Linked DNA regions of Mus musculus: regions 1 and 2 are each linked to region 3. Evidence: chromatin contacts called from public HiChIP or PLAC-seq and promoter capture Hi-C data. All regions are on one chromosome and are shown on one strand. Each heading gives the region's core, a stretch centred on a gene start, on an enhancer-like site or on the middle of the called end of the contact. The rest is flanking DNA. Distances are from core to core; before and after follow the strand shown. Region 1 overlaps Antxr1 (anthrax toxin receptor 1). Region 2 overlaps Antxr1 (anthrax toxin receptor 1). Region 3 holds the start of Gkn3 (gastrokine 3).

The links. Promoter capture Hi-C pulls out the DNA fragments that hold promoters and counts their contacts. HiChIP or PLAC-seq counts read pairs in DNA pulled down with a chosen protein or histone mark.
Region 1: a contact with region 3 is called in a promoter capture Hi-C map of embryonic stem cells, with 4 times the contacts expected there. The contact joins the enhancer-like site here to the promoter of Gkn3 in region 3. A contact is called at or near these places in 2 of 39 promoter capture datasets (the 3T3-L1 cell line and embryonic stem cells), 1 of 15 datasets of contacts at CTCF or cohesin (the NIH/3T3 cell line), 2 of 484 Hi-C or Micro-C datasets (cerebral cortex and embryonic stem cells) and 1 of 9 other capture datasets (embryonic stem cells).
Region 2: a contact with region 3 is called in an HNF4G HiChIP or PLAC-seq map of pancreatic cancer cells. The contact joins the enhancer-like site here to the promoter of Gkn3 in region 3. A contact is called at or near these places in 9 of 39 promoter capture datasets (the HPC-7 cell line, HPC-7-derived erythroid cells, embryonic stem cells and 6 more), 1 of 15 datasets of contacts at CTCF or cohesin (the NIH/3T3 cell line), 1 of 484 Hi-C or Micro-C datasets (nephron progenitors) and 5 of 115 datasets of contacts at active chromatin or transcription factors (T-cell acute lymphoblastic leukemia, bone marrow-derived macrophages, effector CD8 T cells and 2 more).

The regions. Positions count from the first base shown.
Region 1 is chr6:87,187,285-87,191,491 of GRCm38.p6, reverse strand. Antxr1 (anthrax toxin receptor 1) reads left to right here. Exons shown (of 18, transcript NM_054041.2): 15 at 2,661-2,756; 16 at 3,218-3,385. Among named protein-coding and RNA genes, the nearest start is that of Gm38851, 34 kb to the left of the region's middle. Within about 2 kb of position 1,536, at least 93 of the 459 cell types and tissues checked have an H3K27ac peak or open chromatin away from gene starts, as enhancers often do. A contact at or near this core is called in the NIH/3T3 cell line, where this site is marked.
Region 2 is chr6:87,150,548-87,154,894 of GRCm38.p6, reverse strand. The region is part of intron 17 of Antxr1 (anthrax toxin receptor 1); the gene reads left to right. Among named protein-coding and RNA genes, the nearest start is that of D6Ertd527e, 48 kb to the right of the region's middle. Within about 2 kb of position 2,289, at least 175 of the 459 cell types and tissues checked have an H3K27ac peak or open chromatin away from gene starts, as enhancers often do. A contact at or near this core is called in the HPC-7 cell line, T-cell acute lymphoblastic leukemia, bone marrow-derived macrophages and 5 more, where this site is marked.
Region 3 is chr6:87,387,193-87,391,341 of GRCm38.p6, reverse strand. It overlaps Gkn3 (gastrokine 3), which reads left to right and starts at 2,407. Exons shown (of 6, transcript NM_026860.1): 1 at 2,407-2,548; 2 at 3,926-3,979. The coding sequence starts at 2,507.

The sequences.
Region 1 (4,207 bases), core at 287-2,786, 200 kb after region 3:
CAAACTATTCAGGCCTACCTATGAATTTACAGACGAGAGAGACCCCGTAGCTTATTTCAAAGGCCAGAAGAAACATTGTGGTGGCGTCTACTTCCTCAGCCCTCCAGCCCGGGCACTTCTGCTGCGTTGGTCTTCCTTCATGTCATCAGACCCACAAAGCTTACTCCTCTGTAAATATGAACAGCTGCCTTCTCCCTAACACTGTGGGCATGGGGGCTCCACCACAGTGGCTGGAGGGGATGAAGGCAAGGACACTCAAGTGGCTCTTGTTTGGGGGTCACACAGGGTTTATCATCTGGGTTCAAGATGTTTGGGGTTCTATAATAAAGTTAGTTGGAAGGCATGGGCTGGATTCTGCTTCCAGCATGTTCTCCCTCTGGTCTTCACAGTGAGCTAGGGAATGAAGTTCCCCTTGGTACAATCTATTCATCTGGTTCTTCCAGTGTGTGGATATCAGAAAAGCAAGAACAGCACAAAGCTTTGATCAATAGAGGTGAATGTAAGAAGCTTTGAGAAAGGAGGCTAAATTCTCTGGGGAACTGGGACTCCACATAGGGTAGGGAACTTATGAAATGTCTGGGATAATGGATAGCAATCATGGGTGGTGAGGCTTCTCCAGGCACAGAGACCCCTGCACATTGCAACATGGGACTGTAGTGCCAAAGCTGGCAACGCTGGGAGAGCAAGGGCAGCATGGGATCTCAGGCTTCCTGGGAAAGCTCGGCTCGGTCTTCCTGAAGACAAACATGCCCCAATGGGCCTCTGCCACCTGGGGGATGTGCTGCCTTGGTGTTGCCCAAATGTCAGTCCACTGACGCCTGGGCCACCACATCCTTTGAGATTTAAGCATGACTTCCCCTGATGGGAAACCAGACTCCAGCCCCAGCTGAGCACCTCCTCACACTGATGACATCTCTCGATGCTCCTGGGTCCTCTGGATTTGCTGGATGGCATCTGTGCCTACCCTCCCCTCCCCCTCCCCCACAAGGCTTTCCTCTTGAGGGTCTGACCTAAGTAGGAGACTGGAGGGCAGCACTGAGTGGCTGTGGATATAGCTGGCTCTCCCACACAGCCATCCATACTCCCTGCCATGTCCTGTGGGTGCTCTGACAGATTGTGGTGGCTCAGCCCACTCTTTTCTGCCTGTCCCCTGCTGATTTCCCACAAGGCCCTGGTTCCTGCTACTTGATCCTGTGAAAGAGTTTAGCCCAGCTAATCCTTACCTCCAGGAACTATGGAGGTTACCAAAGTTTCTTTACCAAAAAAGAAAAAAACATCCGTGCTAGAGGTTCCCCCTCCTGGATACATCTCTGAAGGTGACTGGGGAAATACCTTCCAGAAGTCTCTTTTCTTTAACTAGATGTAGAACTGCACTCTCTGAGACTGTTGGCTGTCAGAGAGCATGTGCTGAGCCCTGTGAGTTTACTCCACCAACTTTTTGGCCAAGTGAAAAAACACATCAAAGGTTCTCTCAGCTCTCCCTGGGATTGTGCAACCCTACAGGCTCTGGTGTATAAACAGAGTCATGCTTACCGCAGGGAAACGCTGACTCTCTCCCTTTGCTCAGACCTTGGGCTGACTGTTGACTTTTGTGGCTGGTGCTTGAGTTTGGAGGGGAAGCTCAGGTCAGGGACTAACATGAGGCTTGGTGGAGCTGAGCGTATGTCTAAGCATTTCCTGTTGTGAGTCTACACTGGGGGCAAGGGCAGTACCCATCTCTGGATGGCCTGTCTTCCTTTCCCAGGGCCCCACACACATGAGAGAGGAAAAGTAGAGAGGGATGCCTGGAGTGTGACAGGAGGCCAGGGAAGGACAGAGATTAGAATTTTGTGTGTCATATACATAAGTATTCAGAGTGTTTCCAAATTTGGGAAAAGTGGCGGAGGGGAGATGTGAATTAGATTCTTATGCTAAGGGGTGGGCCACCCACCAGATGGAGCATCGAGACATCAAATCAGAATGTCGCCTCCACTGCTCTGAATCTGACAGCTACAAAACCGCTGGAGTAGTTGGTGTCCAATGTTTGTACTCCCGAAACTACCAAATGAAGACAGTCATAAAACTCTTCCTAGCGCTGACCTTCTATAACATGATACCCAAGGCTGGAAGATTTATAAAGAAAACAAAACTAATTTCTTACACTTCTGGGAAGCCCAAGGGCCAGGGGTCTGCGTCTCATGGGGCCTTTTCGTGCTTCGTCTAGGGCGGAAGCAGAAGGACAAGAAGGTTTAGCAAAGGAGAGCAACCAAGCCCCAGCTCCATCGCCACTGCTCACTTAGAACAAAGCCAATAATGCACTTTGTGAGGACACAGCCCCCAGACCCAGTCACCTCCTGTGACTTATAACCACCTTATAACATGGTTACATTAGAAACTTAGAACTCAGGCTGAGAGTTCAGTGTCACATTCAAACAACACCCTGCTGTACAGGATAGGACCTGCTCCCCAGGGCTGTCCACAGACCGTTTAATACCCACTCCATGCATCAGGGCAATGCACTCAGAGAGGCTGTGTGAGCTCCGAAGGCAATGAGCATGGAGACTAAACCGTGTGGTCTGAAACTGTATGTTCTGACTACCAACTTGCTCCTGTCCACCCTACCAGAATGGACACACACAACCTCAGGGGCTTTGTCTTCATGTGTCACAATTTCTCGGCAGGAAGAAGACGATGATGGTTTGCCAAAGAAGAAATGGCCCACAGTAGATGCCTCTTATTATGGTGGACGCGGTGTGGGAGGCATTAAAAGAATGGAGGTAAGAGGTCCACCATCGCACAACTTTCTGTGTGCCAGTTACCTGGTGATAGAAACCCAGAGCAAACACTGGCAGTCCATTTTTGAGGTTAGAGGAGGTGTGACTTATGAGATACAGAGATGGGGAGGCGGAAGGGTACAGCTATTTAACTGCATGCCTGCATCTTGCCCATCTCCAGTTGGATGAGGCCATCTGCCAAACCTCTTGGGTTTCTTTTCTCATTGGACTAAAACCCCACTTCTGTATCCCACCTAGTCAGTTCAACCTCTCATCCTCCCAGCCCATGGCTCCCTATCACCTCTTCTGTTCCCCGCTTTCCCTTTTTCCACTCACCCTACTTCTGTGGCTCACGCTCCTGAAGGAACAGAGGACCCAGTGCTGTGTGCCTCAGACCCCGTCTTCAGGGGGACAACCCGTGCAGCCCTGTAACTTTGTTCTGTGTGCAATTTCACTTATATTAGGTCCGCTGGGGAGAAAAGGGCTCCACAGAAGAAGGGGCGAAGTTAGAAAAGGCAAAGAATGCACGAGTCAAGATGCCAGAGCAAGAATATGAGTTCCCAGAACCCCGAAACCTCAACAACAACATGCGCCGGCCTTCCTCGCCTCGGAAGTGGTACTCGCCCATCAAGGTGTGTCTCTACCCAGAGTCCTTCCTGCATCCCCTCCTCTCAGTTGTGAACCAATCTTCTTTCTTCTCCATCATCTCTCCTCCCCTGCCTCAGCTCCAAGCCCCAATCTACTCTGGCTCCTTGGGAAGTTAAAGCCATGGGAGGTGATTAACGTTCCTAAGGGTCTCTTGTCATCATGGGTGCACATGGCCTTGAGTTCGTGTGAGGGGTCAGAAGTCTCCTCTATGTAGTGGCCCTATGCAACTGCACTGTGACAGCCATCAGAACCCTGGAAACTCATTGCAGAGGATTTAGCCATAACCCATCCTAGCTCTTGCAGAGGTTTGCAACCAAAGGTCCCAACTGGACCCACTCCTGAGCCTCTAGTAAAAGCGTGAGAACTGATTGGTTCCCTTTCCTGCCCCCACACCTTCCGACAGCCTTGCCCCTCTGCATCATGGGAGCTACATGGCAATCTGTATCCCATCACTGAATATTTCCTAGCTTTAGAACAGCGCTTATAAAAACCAAAACAAATACCAGGGCTGGGAAGATGGTGGAATCTGTAAAGTGATTGCTGCATAAACAAAGATCCCTGGAGCTCACCGAGCTCACTGGAGCTCACTGGACAGAGTCTAGTCGAATCAGTGTGCTCTGGGTTCAGAGAGACCGCATCTCAAAAAGTAAAGCAGAGAGCGACTAAGGACAACACCCCAGCCAACCCCTGGCCTCCACACACACATGCACGCACTTGTAGGTAGAATTAAACTAGATTGTTAGCTGCTGTTTCTCAGCCGAGTGAGCTCAGGCTCACGGGAACTTCAGTGCAGTTTCCATTTGGGT
Region 2 (4,347 bases), core at 1,040-3,539, 240 kb after region 3:
GCAGCACTACACAGGGGAGACACCATAACAATTCAAGATCTCCATTAGGCTGATCCAAAGAGGCAGTCACTGACCAAACTGATTTAGACAGGGGCCACAGACTAGTAAACATCACAGTGAACACGGTGACACAGAAAAAAAAAAGCTTTAATATTTAAGAGTTTCCTAAAGTGAAAAATGTCTAACATTTTCATTACACATTGCATTCTTACAATCAAAATAACCAAGCTGAAATGATGAGTAAAAATCATCTAAAAATCCGTGGCTTCACCTATGAGGAAGGGGCTGAAGATCTTCGATGAGTTGTTTAGCCTGAGAGCAGGCAGGTGTACTCAGACTCATAGCTGCTGCTATTGAGGGAGCAAAACCCATACTCTGTGCCCCTGTGAGCTTAGACCCTGACACATGAACACTGAGTGTCCTCGCTTCCACCTTGTCCCATCCACAGTCACTGTGGCTGCTGTCCGCTTTGACAGAGCGGCCAGGTCTTTGTCTCTGTGTAGCAATGAAGGTGATGAGGTCAGGCTACTGTGTCAGCCATCTTTCACAGATGGTCTGTGTCAGTACAGTCAGGTTATCTCTGGCAGTAGCAAGCCAAAAGTAAGTACAACTAATATCCTAAAATAAACTAGGATCTCCTCAGAAGGTACACTGTTCAATGCCTGCAGTCTTTCAAGATTGCCCCTTTATTCCCATAAAAAATATCACCCTTGGGCATAGTAGGTAAAGTACTTGCCCTGGTCTGATTTCCAGAACATGGGTGTTTGTTGATTTGTTTACCAGGCATGGCAGTGTGCACCCAGAACCCCAGCTCTGGGGATGTGGAAACAGGCAGATCCCTGAGGCCACCTGGAGAGCCAACCCCGCTGAGTCAGCAAACTCCAGGTTCAGTGAGAAGCCCTGTCTCAAAAGTCAAGGTAGAGAACAACTGAGGAAGTCACTTGGGACTGACCACGGCCTCTGTGCACACACAGAGATTGCTGAATCCCATCTGGACTCAGGTTGTGCCTAATAAAGAAGCAGCAGTCATACGACTCTCCCTCCCTTGAGAGCTGTACCCTGAAACCGCAAACCTGGCTTGTTCTGCATCCAAGTGCCCACTGCCCCACCATCAGCTCAGGTGCTCTACACAGGCAAGCGGGACTATGGGATGTGCTGGACAGCTGTGGGGCAATGCTCAGACTCATGCAACACCTAGCTCCGATCCCACACAGCTGCTGTCTCAATTCCCCAAAACATATGCCTGGGGCTGCTGGCACCTTTAAAAACATCACTTTTCCAGGCCAGGAAGATGGCTCAGACCATGTGAGAACCACCCAACCAGCCCTCCGTGCTCTCTATACCTTCATCTCTTTGCCTGTCCCGTCCTCAAATCCCTTTCCACAGACGTTTACCAACACTGGATGTGACGGCCCTCAAAGCCCATGGCACAGCTTTAAAAAGTATAGATAAGTACTCTGATAATCCTTCACTCCTCAGTGGCCATATCTAGGGACTTCCCCTTGCTAACGTGCCGGCATCTTAAGAACATCTCAGTATGAGAACCTAAAGGACTCCTCAATTTTTAACTGTGAAACTTGGGAGTAGTCTGAACACGCCATCTGTGTAGGGCCCAGAACAGGGTGTCAGATCTCAAGACAAGATGTCTGAGGGTCCCCCACACCCACAACCGTGTCTGCTTTCATCGTCGTGACAAACACTTCAGAAAGCTACCTTAAAAGAGGAAGTTCGCTATGGCTCACCCTTTCAGAAGTTTCAGCCTCAGTTTGGCTGGTCCCACTGCCTGGGTAGAATACTGCGAGCACGTGACAGAGAAGGCTGCACTCCTCATAAACAGTGAGATAGGAAGAGACAGGACGGAGGTGGGGCGTGAGCTGAGCAGAGGCACACAGAGGTGACGTTAAACCCCAGGTCCCTCTGCAGCGCCACGGCCTCCTTCCTCAGCTCCCCAGTCAGCCTACTAACGGAACACGGGGAGGTGCCTGGTACTGTTCCAGAAGCTTCTTCCAGACCATATACTACAACAAAGTGCTGAGCTTTGAAAGAGGGGGGCACTAGAAAACACAAAGGCACCAGGTGGAAATGGCTGCAGCCACAAGAAGACAAGGCTTCTGGGCCCAGGGCCATCACTTCTCACAGCTGCGTTCCTCTGCCTCCTACCCAGCCACATCTGTCAGCCACATCTGTCAGCCTCGGGAACCTCTTCCTTAGTTAAATGGGAGGGGTCAGCGACCACAGCCTCAGAGGGGACACTGAGCCAAACCGCTGCCGTTCACAGCGGGGTCCTCCAGGGCTGAGCAACCTGGGTCTTAGTAAGCATGAGGTCACCTTTCCTCTCCCAGGAGTCTCAGGGTTATTTGAGTTCATGACTGAATTCACTCCAGGGCTGGTCTCCGAGAAAGGCCCTATGAGGCCCAGCTCTATCGCTAGCCATTGTGAGTCAGAGACCCGTGGAAGGCCGATCACTTGAAGGCTGCGGAGTTGACCATCAAGGCAGGAGTACACACAGGCCACTCTTGTCCCACAGCTCTCCTCAGTTCATTGGAAGAGGAAAGTGTGGGAGTCACAGCAGTGAGCAGAAAACATGGGAAAGCAGAGAAGTGAGTAGAGTAGCCAGAGCCTGGTTAGGCACCCAAAATGGCGTTTGCCCTGCTGGTAAGGCATTGTACAATCAGGAGGGACCAGGCGATGCCACCCATTTAGGCACATTCATTTAAAGTATCCCGTCTCAAAATTGTGTTCAGGCCTCCAGTAGGCTCCAGTGTCCTTCCTTATTATGAAACCAGGTACAGCTGAGCCTGAGGTGAGCCTGGGTCAGAATACAGACCAGCGGCATTTCTTTGATGCAGGAGACACCAGCCGAGATTCTTCCTAAGTCCAGTCCTTAGGAACAAATAGGCTTTGTTAGGGCTGGGCACCCAGCTCAGCAGCAGCAGCAGCCTCGCCCAACATGCCCATGGCTTCAGCTCCACTACCCACCCACTGCCACCCAGGTTGTTTTTAATTTAGGAATTATCAAGACTATTTATACCCTACCCTCTCTAATAGGTTTAAGGCAGGTCTTTCTTTTAAAGATTCTTTCTGAAATCTAACTAGGAGTGTTATGAGTGATTTCTCCCCAGATCATACAGAACATCAGCCTGGCCCAGCCCGCGTATCTTAGAGCTGATGAGGTCTCTCCTGAACCACAGAAATGAGGCTGGTCGGTACCAGGGCACTGCAGGCCTGGCTGTACAGGGTTTCATAATGAGGAAGGATATTGGAGCCTAGTGGAGGCCTGAAAACAATTTTGAGGTTGGATCACTTAAATTAATGCTCCTAAATGAATCCCAGATTCTCGGGGCTATAAATTTTCCATTTCTCTGACCGTACAACTGCAGATGTCATCTGAGAGCCTCCAGGGCTCCGGAGAACTGTCCGCCTTTGGTTTCAGTTTAGGAGGCAGGCAGGGTCACGGTGAGCCTCACCTGAGAACAGCAGGACATCCAGTTACCTAGCGGAAATTAAGAGGCACCCCCAAAGCTCTGCCTAACCCCGGGATGTCACCGCGAGAGCCTGCCGTAGCCTCTAGATACTTAGTCCTGTGGCCTCTCCTTTGCAATTAAACTTTTTCTTTAGGATTGCCTTTCTTGAATTATATAATTTTGGATCACCCATCAGCTGATCCAGCAAAAACTCAATAAATCCAAACAAGGTGTTCAGTATGGTCTCCCCATGTGGGCAAAGGCCCAGAGGCCTTCAGCCTTATCATCCCACCAACCCCTAGGAGTGGTCCTTATCCCAAGACCGGAAGGAGAGGTCACGCGCTTCACTTTGTTGTGGTGGTGGTGGTTGTTGTTGTGGTTATGGTTGTTGTTGTTGTTGTTATGGTTGTTGTTGTTTGGTTTTGGTTTTGTTTCTTTTTCTGCTCTTCATTTTTAAGACACAAGCTAGACCTGCACATATCTCTTCTGTTTCATTTCCATTGCTGCAAAGGAGGCCATGAGTCTGGTCGCCATTTTCTCCCCCCTGATCCACCTTGTCTGAGGCAGGCTGGGAAACGTGGTCATGTGCCCGGGGCAACTCAGTCTCCACTGTTGAAGAGAAAAGGGACAAGAAACAGTAGATAGTTGACTTCCAGGAGCTCCCTCGCCAAATGCCAACCTGTTAGGGCCTTTGTCCTTCATTGTGCGAATCTGAGGGGAAGACACAGAGTCTGTACGGAAGCTGCTCACTGGCAACTGTATGCAAGTCACACAGACAGAAGTGAGGGCGTGGTTAAATTGTTATTATCTCTACTTTAGGGAAACACACTTTAAATGTCTATAGGCATAGAGAAAGAAGTTATCCTAAAGACAACATTCCTCA
Region 3 (4,149 bases), core at 1,158-3,657:
AACTTGGCAGTTGAGTGGCATAGGTGTCCAATTTAATGCCCTGGTCACACAACTATACAAACAAATGAAACCCAATGGAAACATGCACACAAGGGTTACAGGCAAGGAGCTACGCTTACAAGGAAGACATTTGCCTGGGAGTGAGGCAAGCCTAGAGATTGGGGGTGGGGGCGTATAGTATCCAAACATAAATCAGAGAAGGCAGAAAAGGATGAAATTAGGGTGTCCAGTCATGAACAGGGGGCCTAGTCAGCAAAGCCAGGGCGGCCCATGGGCAAGACGGAAGGCCAGATGTGCTCAGTGTATGTGATAGACTAGAAAGTGTCTGAAGGCAGAGGCAAGGGGCAGCAGTAGCCAAGTCATACTGAGGACCAGAAGAGCTTGAGGCATGTTGAAAAATCATATGTAAACTCAAAAGGAGGTACTTTCTAAACGTCATCTCAGTGAACGTGTTGCTCAGTAAGAGGCCAAGGTTGAACAGATTTGGCCACTCCTCCTGACACATGGTTAGTGGCCTTTGCAAAACTGAATGTGGATAGATTATTTAGTCACCAGCTGAACCACCATTATTTAAAGTAGCAGTCCAATGCTCTTATTTTAACTCCAGTTGCCTGAGGTCTTTTATTGTTAAAAATATCATAGCTTCTTTTCATCAGTCAACAGAGACTCCATTTAGTAGGGAGTGAAACCCCAGACTGGTCTCACTGAACATCCGAGGAGAAAGTTGAATGACTGCTAGAGCCCCCTCGTGATGGATACTGGTGAAGGGCAGGGGTTGCTGCCTCTGCAAGGCTTTCTGATTCCCTGAGGCCATTTCTCTGCATCTCTTTACGGACTGGAGTCTCCTTCCTGTCTGGAGCCCTAGCTAGGTGTCCTCTCATAGATCTTTCCAGAATGGAAGCTCATTTGGGATCACCTGCTGGTTCTCCCTCTAGGACATAGCTGCCTGTAGTTTGGTTTCTCTGCTCCTTAGCATAAGAGGAGGGGTACCTAGCTGCCCATTGAATGGCTTCTGCTCCCCACTTGAAGAGAGACTCCAACGAAATTAGTTGTTCACACAGTAACCCTTAAACACAGAAGACCTTGGGTGGTGGCATAGAATTAGAACCTTTGCCCTTTTTGATCTGCAGCTGAATATAAATTAACTCTAAAGGACATTGTGGTTGGAAGGAAATACATACAGTTTGATCCTTTGAAGTCCAGAAATTCGAACTCACATTTTAGCTGTGCAGTCATAGTACTGGCTAGTGCAGAGGTAGGAGTTGAATGTGATTGGCACCATTAATCTGTCTTCATTTGCAAAATGGTTAACAGCGCAGTTCCTCCCAACCCACACCACTGGCACTACAAAGCTGAAATCATGACTGTGGTATTGGCCTATAAGTTCTATTTATAAGGCACATATAAACACATGTAGTTATATTTCCTTGTAATCTTCTGTAATCTGTTTTGCTGACACAGTGGTGGCTGAGTATGTGGGCCGTGTGTTGTTTTTTATAAAGTATCAGGAACACTGCAGATGGGATTATGGTGTTATCTCAACCCTGAGTGACCTGGCAGTTTCCAAAGCCTAGCTATTTGCTCTTCCCATAGCCAAATTGCACCGAGCCCAGTCAGGGCTGAGCTGCCTGCCTGCCTTCCTTGCTCTGATCACGTTGATGCCCAGGGTCATCTCTGTAATCCTCCTCTTGAAAGAAATGTCTGACTCTAGGGAATTGAATTTCATCCAGACGTCTGGGGCGCCACCAATCAGAGCTTGAAAAAACAAGTGTGTGAAAGCCCTTGAATTGGTGCTACTGTGTGAGGGTCAGAGTTCCTCATGTCTCAGTAGTTCTGCAGCAAGTCAAAGGTTTTGTTTGGTTTGGTTTGGTTTGATTTGGTAGAAAAACTACCCTGAAATGAAGAGGCAAACCAGAAAATCCACATTAGTGGGACCAAGCATCAGAGAGTTCACTGGGACCTGAGCTACGTCAGACAGAGAGGGCATTGAAGAAATGAATAGAGATGAAGTTGGTGGAGGCAGAGGGTGCAGAGCAAACTGTGTGATCTGTGTTTGGATGAGGAAGGGACAAGACTGTTTGCCAATCAATAATCTTGTAAATCAGTTTGTCTCTTGGGTTTTATGAGGTTTCTTCGACCCGCTCTCACTGTTAGGAAAAGAATACTTTTCAGAAATCAAGAAGTTCAAGTGTGATCCCCTTGATTTTGTATCAGCAGCTTATAAGTCCTTACACAGTGGCTCTGGGGTCAGGAGTACACGAGCCACAAAGACCTATTCTTATCCAGTGTTTGCCTTGGAACCTGCCGAGCTATTGAGAGAAAGAAAAACACTCGGATCTAGTAAAAGGAAATGATAACCGTAATTACATAACTAGCTTTCCCCCTAATGGTTTCTGGATCGTAGATAACCAGTCCCTGAGCCCCTTATCATAGTGAGACCTGAGAGGCTGAAGTCTATATAAACTAGACTTGGGAAATGAACGGATCATAGAAAATTGTATTATGCATGCCGTTGCATTCGCTGGAGAGAGACAACATGAGACGCCTTGTGAGTACATCTTTAACTTTGAATGTGGAGCATATATATATCCCAGTCAGACCAGCCAAGGAGGTCTGGATCCTCCCTGCCCCAGGAACTGTTCAAATCAACCCAGGCAGAATTTTCAAACGATGATTGGGTGTGCAATCTTCTGTTGGCACTTCTGTTTTGGAGAATCTGAAGGAAGGGTGTCCTCTAATGGAATCAATAACTAATTTCTTAAAAGTCAAGACTCTTTGGAGGCCAGGTAGATACTCATATGCTGGAGTCTTGTCTGCAGTGGTTTTCCGTATTTACAAATTGCCAGTGGGGAATAGCTTAGATGCATGTGGGGCCAGCTGGGATAGAGTGCTTTTTGTCCCTCTGGCTTTTTTAAGACAAGGCCTCATTCTGTAGTCCAGGCTACTTTGACTCGCTGTGGCTTGTCTCAGACTTTCCAAATCCTCCATCTAAGTCTCCTGGGTGCTGGCATTCAAGGCAGGCACGACCACATCCAGCTTTCACTAAAGCAGCTTCACCCTCTGCAGCTCTGTGTCTATGGCAGCTGCGCTGCACTGCACTGTGGTGATGATAACACTGTAGAATAGCCGCTTCCTTTGACTTTCAGGGGCCCCGTTTGTTACTGAAGCCAGATGCCGACTTTTCATGGATGTTAAGAGAAGGGAGGACCCTGCCAGTCCCACTTGTCATGATGGGTGCACTTGAGCTGGGCCAGCCTCAAGTACACAAGAAACTATGGCTAGCTTAACCCAGCCCCCTATTCTTTTATTAATGTCTGCTGCAGAAAACTCCCTTGATGGGCAGAGCACACCACATAGAGGAACTGAACAACTTAAATATTTTAAGGCCTAGGTACATTCTAACATAATTTCCCCCAAAATAGTATGCAAATAACAGTGAGTAGCTTTCTTCTTAGGCAAGGTAAGAGAATTCAGAGGAAAGGAAGCCTGGAGGGTGTCAGTTTCCAGGGGGGATGGAGGGTGGGCAGAGGCGGAATAGGGCTGACTGTGAGATTTGGGGTTTGGATCAAGAGCTGGAGTAGAGGATGTGCCCAGCCCTGGAAGTAGAGAGGTAGCACAAAAAGGAAGAGTGGGAGGCCTGAGCTATAGTGGTCCAGGCTGATCCTACCCTGTCAGGTTGGCTAAATCTATCCCAGTGATTGACAGTAGAAGCCACATAGGAGTGTCCTTGAGTGACTGACAAAACCTTGCCTCCTGAGCAGCAGGCACACCCTGTGTGAACACAGTAAGCTATAGTGTCCTGACACACCTGGGAACTCTGCAGGGATGGAGGGAGGTGAAAGCTGTGGACCCCAGCAAGGCAGCCCTGGAGTCTAAGCTCATCAGAGGCCAAGGACTAAGCACAGTGACCTTTGTTCCATTTCAGATTGCGCCTTCCATTCTTGTGACTGTCTTTCTAGTTCCAGCTCTGGCGCTGACGGTGAGTATGGTGGAGAGGGTCCAGTCTACCTATGTCTTTTAGCAGAAACATTTCAAAGATAATACCCAGGGGTATTATTCCTGTAGTTTCTCATGGATTCCCCCTTAACCCTGCACAGGATGAGCAGATAGACACTTGGGGCCACTGGCTTTACTCATTGTTGATTGCTC